Linked DNA regions of Mus musculus: region 2 is linked to region 1. Evidence: chromatin contacts called from public Hi-C data. All regions are on one chromosome and are shown on one strand. The core of a region is the stretch at or near the end of the contact, and the rest is flanking DNA. Distances in the headings are between cores, read along the strand shown.

Region 1 (5,738 bases), core at 2,360-4,859:
GTTTATGCCTTGGAATGGTGGCCAGTATGGATGGATAGTGTGCCTTCCATCGTTCTTTTGTTGGGGCCCATGTGGGTTCTAGTGAGTGAGCGGGAAGCAATCATCTACTCCTTCCTGGGCATACCAGCCAAGGATGTGGTCACAGACACTTCCCACGTACCCTGAGGGGCTTCTGTTGGCAATCTAGAAGTCTCTGCATGTCGTCCTACACCCTTGCACGTGTGTACACAGACCTGCCTGTGTCTCTACTGCCAAGGTCAAGCAAATTTGCCCGATTCTGGGATTTGGATGGTTAGAACTAACCATTAGATTTTGCATGAGTCTGTCTTAGACAGATCAAGTTGAATAGCCTAGGTGATCTGCTCCCTTGAGGAAAAGCACGGGGTGGCTGTTTCTAGTTGAGATTCTTCTCAACCGCTGCTGACATTGTGGGAACTGAAAATAGGAGAGCGAACGCACATGACCTTTACCCTTTCAACTCTCCCCTCAGGCATTCCATAGGGTCTAATGTCTCAGGGAACAAAGTCGATTGTTCCTTATTTTACGAGCAAATAGTGTTATTCTGTGACAAGAAGCTCAGCTATAGACCATTCATGTAGCACTGGTTTTAGGCCTACTGTGTGGTAGGTGTGGTGTCAGAGACTGCTGTGGAAATAGGTGAGGCCATATTTCTGGACAGAGAGGCAACACTTCCACGAAGGCTATAGAATGATGCTCTACAAACAGCAGAGACAGCCCAGGGCATCATAAAAGGGTGTCCAGAAGAGATGCCATGCGTGCTTGCTCTTAAAAGATGTATAGGTGTGCTCTGGGTAAAGCATGAAGCAAGTAGTCCGGGCTGTACCTGGGAGTGTGCACAGGCAGGAGGACTGAAGAGAATATGGCATACTTAGCAGCAGAGCCTAGAATGGATGTGTTTGAAAGGAGAGAGGAGCCTTGGGGAAGGCAAAGCTGGCTGGCTCATGGCTGTGAATAACATGATACATGTTTTAAGGATGGATTGACAGGATGAAGTCAGTATCTTAAAAGATGGTTAGTAGTTTGGGGTCTGTCGTCCTCTCCATATCAGAGCTGTGGGGATTCACTTGTTATTCTTGGTAGTCTCTGTACTTCCCTGAGGCTGAAAACTTGTAGAATTGAGTGGAAGTACACTTTCCTCTTTCCAGATCATCTTTCTTTATGGCTGGTATGTTCAGATATGGGAAAGTGGACAATAAAATAGCAATGGGGAACCTAGTTAACTGTTGGTCTGCCCACCCAAGGGAAGGCAGATAAGAGGTGCTGAGGAGAGCTCAAAGCACCAGAGGCATGGAATGCTGGGGACACCTGAACTATGGGTGGTTGGAGGATATGAGGGATGGGAGTTAACTCTTTCTGAAGACCCCTGAAGGATACAGGGACAGAGCAAACACAGCAATGAGGAGGAACAATAAGTCAGAAGGGAGGAAGAAGAGAAGCTTCCCTGGGGCATTCTGCTGGCAATGTCTTTCTTGTTCTCAAGAAAAAGTAAACTGTAGGCATCAGGGGAGCCGAGGTAGCACCTTAGAGGGCTCTATTCAAATGTCAGAAATGTTTCACAAGTCTCCCATGCAAAGGAGCCTTCCATTCAGGAGTAGAGAATATATGTCCTCAGATTTACCCATGTCTTCTGTGCCTATTCTCTCCAGGAACCTATGGTAGCTGGCAGGAAGCTCAGTGGGGGGGGGGGGGGACAAAGCCCCTAAATGTCCTACAAGAACTAGTCAGCGGCATTTTCAAAGCCTTCGATTTCTGACTGTCTTGTCTGAGGCTGGCCTGTTGAGCAGGACTCTATTGTGAGTGTTTTCAAAGATGAATTCAGGTCATCAGGAATGCAGGACGCCAGCTGGTAAGAAAGGACAGAAGAGTGGTTGAGGACTCTACCTCTTAGCAACAATTGGGTTGTTTTGGATAGTTTTCTAGGAGGTAGATCATGTATTCAAGATCTCTTTGGTACCTAGCAAATTCTTTTGGCCGTGTTGATGATAATAGTAGTAACAATACCTCTGTTTGCATAATGATGGCTAGGATAATTAGCATCTATGCAAATCTTCAGAAATACAGTGCACAAGTAGCACCCCATTTTATCGAAATAGCAACGGAGGCAGGTTGGATGCTGTCAGCCCCTAGAAAGGTGATGTCTGATCAAAGTTCTTCCCAGTCTTGTTTTGTGTGGGTTGGTGCTTCATGGAGGAGCTGGTAGCTTCCGGCTGCTTCAGATCATAAACATAAACTATGCATTAGAAGATCAGATGCTGGGATGGAAGGAAAACCTTGTTCTCATCGCTCACCTCCCCCCTCCCCCCGCACACACACACACACCACCAGCACCACCACACCTCTCAGAACTGTAGGTGGGCCTCACTATGAAAATGCTTTCCTACTAAGCTTTATCTCTTGCACGTTTGTATATTTGTGGTAATCATCCATATGTGTCCAAGCATAAAGAGGGGATTTTAGCTGTTCCTTAGAAAGATCGAGGAGCTCAGTGCCAGGGTTGACCTTCAGACGGTAACCCAGCCTTGTAGTCCTAGTTCTTTATGATCCCAGACTCTGACACATTTCTGAAGTTTGTCTTTACCCCAAAGGCTCAAAGTTTCCAGAGCACTAGTGCCTGGGAAGTGGCAAGGCTGAAATGTAGTCAAGAAGTCATTTGTGTACTTCCCTTGTTCTCTTCTCCACCTCTACTTCCACCTTTAGATATCTGTAAATCAAGGAGCTTATCATAATCAGTTGGTTAAAATATCCTACCTTTTATCACGCCAGTGTCTAGCATTCAATTGGCTACCTAGAAGTCTCTGAATAAATTCAAAACTATCAGATGAAATATAAGAGTTAAGGAAAGGGAAAAAAAACCAGAACCTGTGATGTCAGCACACATAAAGATGTTGAAGTGCCCAAGTTAGAGTCCCAGGGATGCTTAAAGTTTATTTAAAGGTATTTCTCCAAGGAAGACCTCGGATGCTCACAAGTCACCAGGGATGCTGCCAAGAGAAACATCCCCTGGCAAGCCACTCACTTCCTGGGCTTCAGCAAGGAACCCTTGTGCCCTTCTGTTCTCCAATGCATGTCAGTGCCCATTTCTGTCAGTCACCTGCAAATGTCACAGGTGACTTCACTCTGGTGCAGTGTGACAGTCCACCTGTCACCCTTGGCAATGCTGGGAGCTATGACAGCTTCGGAGTCACACTGGGGCTTAGTTGACTCTCTGGGTAAGTAAGCATTCAGGGAACAAAAAGTTAAGTATGCATCCAAGTACTGTACAAGAAGGCTTTCATCCTCTGCTGCCTAGTTGCCTAGTTGCCTAGCTGCCCTGACGACTAAGGAGAAACCACCACTTAATCCCCCAGTTGCTCTGTTCCCTATATTGTGAGACTTGCACTTTTCTATGCCTTGGTTATAAATGTTAGGGTTCACTCCATGTTTAAGTTGAACTTCAGCTCTTTGGGAAGCTTGCTTCTGAAGCCATTTTCTCACACAGGGTGCTGAGCCTTTAAGAGAGTCAACTGCTGAGATGGGAGTTAGCAAAAATGTTTGGGGAATCAGACATACGAAGAAGATTGCAGTCCCCAAGTCAGCCTGATGGTGGCAGCAGCCGCGCTTGCAAAGGAGTGAGCCCAGCGTAACCTGCAGAGGGATGGGTGCCCAGTGGTTTAAGGCACAGCAGGGCTGCCTGAAGCTGGGCCCTTCTGCCACCTCATCCCACCCCGAAGGGGTGCAGATGAAGAAGTAGCCACAGTTTAACCTCCCAGGGAGAGGCTGGATTCTACTTTTCAGAGCCCACTAGGTAGTGAAAGTAGAATGTTCAGAGGAATTCCTACACAAAGAGGCTAAAGCTAGGTGGGTTCAATTAATAATGCTCAAGGGGTCCTGGAAGAACTGCACAAAGGAGATAGAGCAATTGCAGTTCACCAGCATTTCTCTGCAATGAGGGCTTTTCCTGAATGTATTGAATCTCAGTCCTCCCCCAGAGGGGTTAGCCACAGAAGGTGTCTTCCTTGAGCCGGCATTCGCTCTGTTAGTCCTGAACCCTCTACTATTCTCCATGGTTCCAAGTGCTTCACACCCCATCAAAGTGGGTGTGCTGTTCCCATGCTGCAAAGTAGTATCCTTATTCCTGGTGCCTTGAGCAGGCTGTTGAGGTGAATTCTGTTTTCATCTCTGGAAAGAGATACTAAATTCGAGGGACACCATTCGAGGAAACTTGCCACCAATTGCATGTGTTTAATAGGGTGTCCTTCTAAAATGTCAATGCCAGGCTAAAAGCAGGTATACTGTACTATGCTCTTCAGGACAAACGGTAGGAGGGTGGCCCCAAAACTCCTTACCATCATTCTTTCTAGTAATCTCCAATGTGCCAGCTTGCCCTTCAGAGTTATGCGATGTACCTGAGCGCCCCCCTCCCAAGTTAGTCCATGCATCAACAATTGAAGTTGTGGAGATGTGATGAAGGAAGGACGGGACCATTGTCAGGGGTATACCACAGTCTTGCCTGGTCTGCATGACCCAAGTGTTTGGTAGAACGGGTCATTGATGTTGCTTGAAGTCATCGGATGTCATGTGACCATTCTGTTGATTTAGGTTGTTAGTGGAATTTTCTGTGAGGTTTGCCTAAATCCAAACCACATTCCTTACTGGACTCACCATTGTAGTCGTCCATTGCTGTTGTTATTGCAATGAGGTGAGCTGTTACCTGCTCAATGTGTCTTTCCAGCTGCTGTTCCCAGGCATAGAAGGCAGCAAAGTTAGAGAGAAGATATTTAGTCTTCAGTGAACAGGGAGATTAAGTGGTGAATGGCAGAGACCATCTAAGCAGTTTCTGTCAAAACAGAAAGGTTTTTGCATAAAAAAAGTCAAAGCCTTAGTCCAGATCACAAACCATTCTAGTCTTTGTGTATAATTTTAGGACCTGATGAAAATATTAGACACCCCTCCTAAATTAAGATTTGCTGTAACGATAAGACATGTGACCTTGGCTTTGTTGTTTTCCTAGTCCCCTAGCTTGGTCGCATACCATTCTTTTCACAAGCCAGGTTTCTAGTAGAGCTTTGGGTTCTCACCCTGAACGTGGACTGGGAAAGGAGAAGCAGTAGAAACCTCAGCCAGATCAGTAATAGCCTTGGATGCTGCTGTCTGGTATTTTTATATTCCCTGAAACCTGTGGCTACTGAGTCAACTGGACCAGCTGTGGAAAAGCATCCTTGAGGTCTCAGGATCAGGTCCTTGGTTGAGCCTTGTATATATTCTCTGACTTAGCACTGTAGCAGCCGAGTGAAGCAGGGATGGCTAAACCCATTTGCTAATGATAACAACCGAGGCTTTGCCTGAAGATCACATAACTGTCAAGTGACAGGATAGAAGACCCTAAGAGCCCTGTCTTCCAGGTTGTTGGGAAGGATATCAGTCACGATGTTGTTTTGGCAGCCCTGTGAGTGTCTATGAGCCAAGCAACCTAGTGTGACCTGCGATTCTCTTCTGTAAGGTCTACGTGGGATGGGAAGAGCTGAGAACACAGAGGAAACGTCTTCTCCTGCACAAAGGGATGAAGACAATATGGGGAGCTTCCCAAGTGGCTTGTCACTCTGTCCCTCCGCCAGCCAGTTCCAGTTTAGCTTAATGTTTAGAAAAGCAAATGCTCATTTCTTAACAAGCATCCATCACACCCAACTCCCTCCCCTCTAACTTCCCTTCAACAGATTTTTTTTTTAATTAAACCCCAT
Region 2 (5,738 bases), core at 1,290-3,789, 110 kb after region 1:
AAATAAAAAAAAAGAAGCTTGGGACTCGTGCTACAGCCTGGCCTCTAAGCCATGCCCAAGGTCAGAAAAATTCAGGGAACTGGGAGAGCCAGGCTTTGATTTCATCTCAAAATCCAGTTTGAGATTTGTGCCAGTTGACGGTAAGTAGAGGAGAGTGAGGACTGGATTTGTAGTTCAGTGGTTGAATGTTTGCTTCACATTTATGAGGCCCTAATTTCAATCCTTAGAACTACCAAAAGAAAGGGAAAGGAGTAGGAAGAGAGGAAGGAAGGGAAGGAAGGGAAGGAGGGAGGGAATGAAGGAGGAAGAGAGGAGGGAGGGAGGGAAGGAAGAAGGCAGGAGGGAAAGAAGAGGTACAGGGAGAATGGGAAGAGCATCTGGGAAACATTAATAAGGAAATAAGTTTGGAGATAGGTACCCTCGTGTCAGCTTGCAACATCGGACCTGCAGGGGCTGGGGCAGTACAGAGACATTGTTAAATCAATCCTAACAGTACAAGCCCTCGGCTAAGAGGTAGGAGTTCTTAAGGAAATTTTCTTTAGCTGGGGAGGTCAAGGTGAGGAGGTGGTCTGGGTTTGGCATTGCAGATTGATTGAATTAATCTTATAATTTCAGACCACATGGTCTTTTGTACTCAAGAAAATACTCCCACTTTTTGCTTGAGGGAGAACTATCTTCTAATGGCCCAGGTAGTCCAGTTAGAGGCAGCTGCTTGATGTGTGAAGGGCTGTCTTGGCTCCTCTCCTTTTAGGGAGCAGGTCCTGGAGCCTGGAGAGGTGTCCTGGCAGCCTATGTGTTTTGTGGGACTCGTTCCTTGCCTAAGCTTCTAGCATATTGAAAAATAATTTTCTATGAGCAAGTAATTATATAAAAATTGCCTTTGCCTTTAAAAAAGAATTATGTTTGGATCTTTTGAGCAGAAAGAAAAATGTACAGAGGGAATCATTAATTTTGAATAAAAACAGGTACTTTTCCTGTAGCCAGCAAGGGAGGGAAATGTGAAATTGGTGTTTTCTACAAACAGCTCAGCGTCACTCCCTAATCTGTTTGCTTGATCTATTATCCAGTTGCCTGCAAACGTGAATGTCTTGTTTGGCCTGGATCTGACTTTTATTCTTTTCCCACTACCTATTTTTTAAGGAGTGTGTTATATGCATAGCTCAGCCTTCATTTGCATCACATTAAAGTAAAACATTTTAAATTTCTTCACAGCAGAGGTAAATCTGACAGACTTTATGAAGCTATTACACCTGCAGGTATTTTATACTTTTAAAATACATTCTTGTCAAGCTATCTTAATTATATTATTATATGTACTTTTGAACTTGTATCCACTATTCTGTGATATATTACACTTTTGACAGAGACGTCCTAAAAAGCTACAATTTATACCCAAGTTCTTTGGCTGAACAAAGATGTATCTGTTCTGGGTTCTGGGAGAGATTTGTTAATTTACACGTGAGGCTGCATGCCATTGCCAGAGCAGGCAGCTTTTACTTCCCCGTTCAGTTGATTATGTGAGGCAGGTGTGACCTCTGGGCTGTTTAAGACCTTGGTATAGGCCAGTGAGCACTGGCCCTCACCTAGGTTGCGTAAGAGGTCTGCCTGAGAAGAGGCCTTAGTTTCGAGTGTTGTTGTCATTCTGGTATTGTTTCAGCACGCCAAGAAAATACAGAGCAAACTGTATCCAAATGACTTTGTCATTCATATTCAGAACCATTCCGGCAGCATTAGGACACATTCTGAGGAAAATGGAACCCATGGGTGGGAGAGAGGTGATAGGAAGAAACCAAAGAGAGCTGAGTCCTGCTCAAAGGAGTCAAGGCCTGAACTTCTTAGGGGGCAATGTCAGTGCTCTGTAAAGTGCACAGCAGCGACTGGAGGTCTGGGCAGCCCAGCCCAATAACTACAAGACAGACAGCCATGTTTCCTCTTCTGCTCCCTGATAGCAGGTGTCGGGGCGGGGGGGGGGGGGGTGGTGGTGGTGGTGCAAACTCCTCAAACATAGACAACAAAGGAATCTTTATTCATGCACGTTTCCAGCATCCAGACCTTTGAGAAACATGTGTGAGAAAGGTAAAGATGGCTTCCATTCTCACCGGGCAGAACTCTCCATGTATGCTGGGCTCATTTACAAATGGTTGGAGAAAATGCCGGTCTTGGTTCATTCTTCTTTCCTAGGAACATGCAGCCCAAACCCGGAAGTCAGCGCACGCACACGGTGCAATAGTTCCGCATTTTCCCCGAGTGGCAGCGCACAGCTGTTGTCGGGATGGATTGATTGGGAAAAAGTCCATTTGGGTGGTTTTTTAGACATCATCTGCTTCTTTTATCAAGCAGGTCTTCGTGGATGCTCTTGAAGTCTGCCCCTGGCTCCAGAGCCCATGCTAGGCCAGCTTCCAGGGTCTGAGTGGGCTTCCTGTTTGGAGAAATGAGCTCTTTGCTGCTTGAGGCCAAGTAGAACAGTTCTGGTCCAACCTTTCCCTATGCAGAGAATATCTTTCCCAGTTTCCACAGCACATGGATGGTGTGGTGATGGGCACAGTGTGATGGCAGCCAGCCTGCTTTTGTTGACTGCAGACTTTCCCATTTGGTGAGCCGTGTGCCAATGTCTCCACTGAACATCTTCTTTGGCAAATACGCAGGTGGCAGAGGGTATGCCTCAGTGAGCTCAGGGTAGCTCTCCTCCTCTGGGGTGGCAGGAGGGGAGCAAGCCTTGAGGCCTCTTAGAGTTCCTACACACCTGATCGATGCCACCTTCCCAGATGATCTATGCAAATGCATAGGTAGTTTGGAGGGAGCATCTGTCCGTCTAGTTTGGGGCCTGCCAAGCCTGGCACCACGCAGCTTTATTAGAGCCAGGAGGGCCAGCCAAGACTATGGTGACATGAACTGGCCAGGAGCCTGCACTCAACTAAGTCATTTGCCTCTTCCAATGTGGCCTCTGATTTATCACAAAAGATTTGCCTTCCAAGAGATTGGCATCTCTAAAGTCCAAAATGGAAACCAGAAGGAGAAGCCTGCGGACCTGGGTAGCAGTTTGGTTGTGACCCAGGCATCTCTGAGTGGCAGTCATTTGCCTGGATGGGGCCTCCAGCTGGCCTCAGCATTAGAAACCAGTTTGGCTCAGGTGTCACATTCAGTAATTACACCCTCTACAGTGGCCAGCTACCTTATGGATCAACAATGGAGTGTGTAGCCCAGACAGTCCAGCATTTGGAGGAGGTTTCTCAGTGTGGTCACAATGTTGCAGAATGACAAAGGCAGTCCAGAATAGAAAAGGGTAGGAAATGGTGGCAGACACATCATGGACTGATGGACTGTGGCGATGCATTACAGACAAGAGTCCCACCCAGAGTATCAACACCTGTGTTACCTACTAGCTCTGCACTCACCCTGCTCATTAATTAACTGCTTCAGCCCCGTTGAGCACCAGGCTGTACAGAGACCCAATGAGGCTCAAGCTCCTCTGAAAGAATGTTTGAAATGGGTTCCAGAGGTACTCAAGAGACTGTTTGAAAGGTCACTCAAAGATCAACAAAGCAATGAGCCCAGTACAAAACCCTAAAGAACACTGTAGCTCTGGAAACTGATCTTCATCGCTTAGAAAGTAGTGAGGGGATGGGACTAGCTTGCCTTTGTGTGGCGGGAATCAGTTTTCAAGATGACTTACCTAGCACCATTCTGCAAAAGGGATCTACAGTAACGACTCAGTGTGACACAGTCCCTGCTTCCCGGGTCTTTAAAATACTGGTTGGAATGGGATAAAAGAAATAGGTAAATAATCCAAATAGCATGATGAGTGTACCACAGGAGGGATCCAGTCCACTCACAGTGGGTGAGCACCTAAGCTGCTGGAAGCATGTGGATCTGGTTTATAGTACTTGAGCAGGACCCTATAGCTCAATTGGGGGAAATTAGCTATTAATAAACATGCCTACCTCTATAATTAATAGACTACAATTCCCTATGCTAGTTCCTGCTTCCAGAGACAGACCCCATGACTCCCGTGCCAAGATGTTCATACAGGTGACCCCTGAACAAACTGCAGGAGGGCGGGAAGGCAAACAGGTATGAAGCTTGGCCAGCCAATGAAAAGATCGTTACTAACAAGTCACTATCTGAAAGCAAGGCTTAACTTTGCTCAGAACAGACCTCAGAGCCATTCCACCAAGGGGCATGGAAGCCATATTCATCCATCATTCTCATCTATCACTCACTAGGGGTATCTCTGAGGAATTAACTCCCTAGGATTTCAGTTCTTTCCTAATAGAAAATCTGTCCTTAGGCAGAGAGAGCCTCCCATGTTTGCCATAGCAGATTCCTGGGTTAGATGCTAAAGGCCGCGTGCCTGCATTATTCTGCTTCCCCAAAGCCCCTTGTTAAAATCTAACCCCTGAGAGGACAGTGTGAGGAGCCAGGGCCTTAAGGAAGTGATCTATCCATAAAGGTGGGGCCCTGGTAAATGGGACTAATGCCTTTATAAAAGGCCTCACTTGTGTATGGCTTCTTCACCACTTCCCACCATGTTAAGACCAAATGCTCAGAAGCCTATAGGTGAATGAGGAGCCAGAACCTCACCAGACAGCACATCAGCCTTGGACTTGGACTTCACGACCTCCAGGAGGCTGAGAACCACATTCTGTTACTTACAAGCCACCCAGGCTGTGGTGTTCTGTGGACAGTGCAGAGAGAGAGAGCAGAGTTGAGCAGAGTTGTTCCAAGGAGAAGACAGGACACCAACAGAATCAACAACAGTTGATGAGCAGCACCTGTTTGTATCGAATGCCCCAGAACATTCGGTACTTTTACCCTTTATCAAATGGTATCTTCCTGGCCATTCTGAAGAAAGGCTGTGTAGGCAAGACAGTTTAGAAGCCATCATGAGCAGAACAAACACCAGTGCGCCCAGTTCCTGCATGGTGTAACCATTACAAAATGAAGACTGTAAGTAGAGAGCCAAGTTTCCTTCTTACTGTGCCCCTCCTTTTCTCTCTGTTGCCCATGCCAAAGCCCCACTAGCCTACCGTCTCCTGAAGCTCTCTGTTCAGCCTCCTGGGTGACCCACATCTACCCACAGAGCCAGCTACTGCCCCTCCTCTCATGCCCCTGTCCTCACCCAGAACTGATCTGCTTCACTCCTCCTGTCTCTTCTTCCAGCTGGAGCCTTGCTACCTTTGAGACAGAAAGGTTTTGTTCCCAAGCCCCATGCATGGGCTGCAGTAGTGCATGCTTAGCATTCGTCCAGGTGGTTTCCTTGAAGTAGTACAGAATGACATCCCCTAATGAGGAAATGGTTATGCTTGCCCACCCCCAGACCCAGTCCTCCTCCAGAGCTATATTACTTAGGCCTTTCTGTAATGAGAAGAGAGTGCAAAGCCCAAGTCTGGGAGCTGTCTGAGCAATCAATGGATGATCAAGTTTATATTGAATGCCTATCGCCTGTCTAGCTCAGAGGTTAGATGCTGCAGGGGATGCAGATATATAAGACATGCGTGGCCTCCTTGGGGAGTCCACAGTTTTATTGCGGAACTAAACTGAAACCTAAAAATCAATTACCTTAGAAGTAATACTGGACTGAGAGGCAGTAAAAAATAGTGGTTAAAGGATCATAAAGGGGAGAGAGAGAGAGAGAGAGGAAGTGAGAGAGAGGTAGGGAGAGGAAAGGAAGGAAAGTGAGACAGACAGACAGACAGACAGACAGGCAGGCAGACAGGTAGAACAGGGGAGAAACTGAG

The links. Hi-C and Micro-C count contacts between places; a contact is called where the count stands out from the background.
Region 2: a contact with region 1 is called in a Hi-C map of cerebellum, with 2.2 times the contacts expected there. The contact joins two enhancer-like sites. A contact is called at or near these places in 5 of 484 Hi-C or Micro-C datasets (cerebellar granule neurons, cerebellum and stem cell-derived neural progenitor cells), 3 of 115 datasets of contacts at active chromatin or transcription factors (acute myeloid leukemia, embryonic forebrain and forebrain) and 3 of 9 other capture datasets (adipose tissue, liver and pancreatic islet).

The regions. Positions count from the first base shown.
Region 1 is chr9:34,495,227-34,500,964 of GRCm38.p6, forward strand. All of the region lies in intron 1 of Kirrel3 (kirre like nephrin family adhesion molecule 3), which reads left to right. Among named protein-coding and RNA genes, the nearest start is that of Kirrel3, 9.4 kb to the left of the region's middle. Within about 2 kb of position 3,610, at least 8 of the 459 cell types and tissues checked have an H3K27ac peak or open chromatin away from gene starts, as enhancers often do. A contact at or near this core is called in cerebellum, where this site is marked.
Region 2 is chr9:34,610,467-34,616,204 of GRCm38.p6, forward strand. All of the region lies in intron 1 of Kirrel3 (kirre like nephrin family adhesion molecule 3), which reads left to right. Among named protein-coding and RNA genes, the nearest start is that of Kirrel3, 120 kb to the left of the region's middle. Within about 2 kb of position 2,540, at least 2 of the 459 cell types and tissues checked have an H3K27ac peak or open chromatin away from gene starts, as enhancers often do. A contact at or near this core is called in cerebellum, where this site is marked.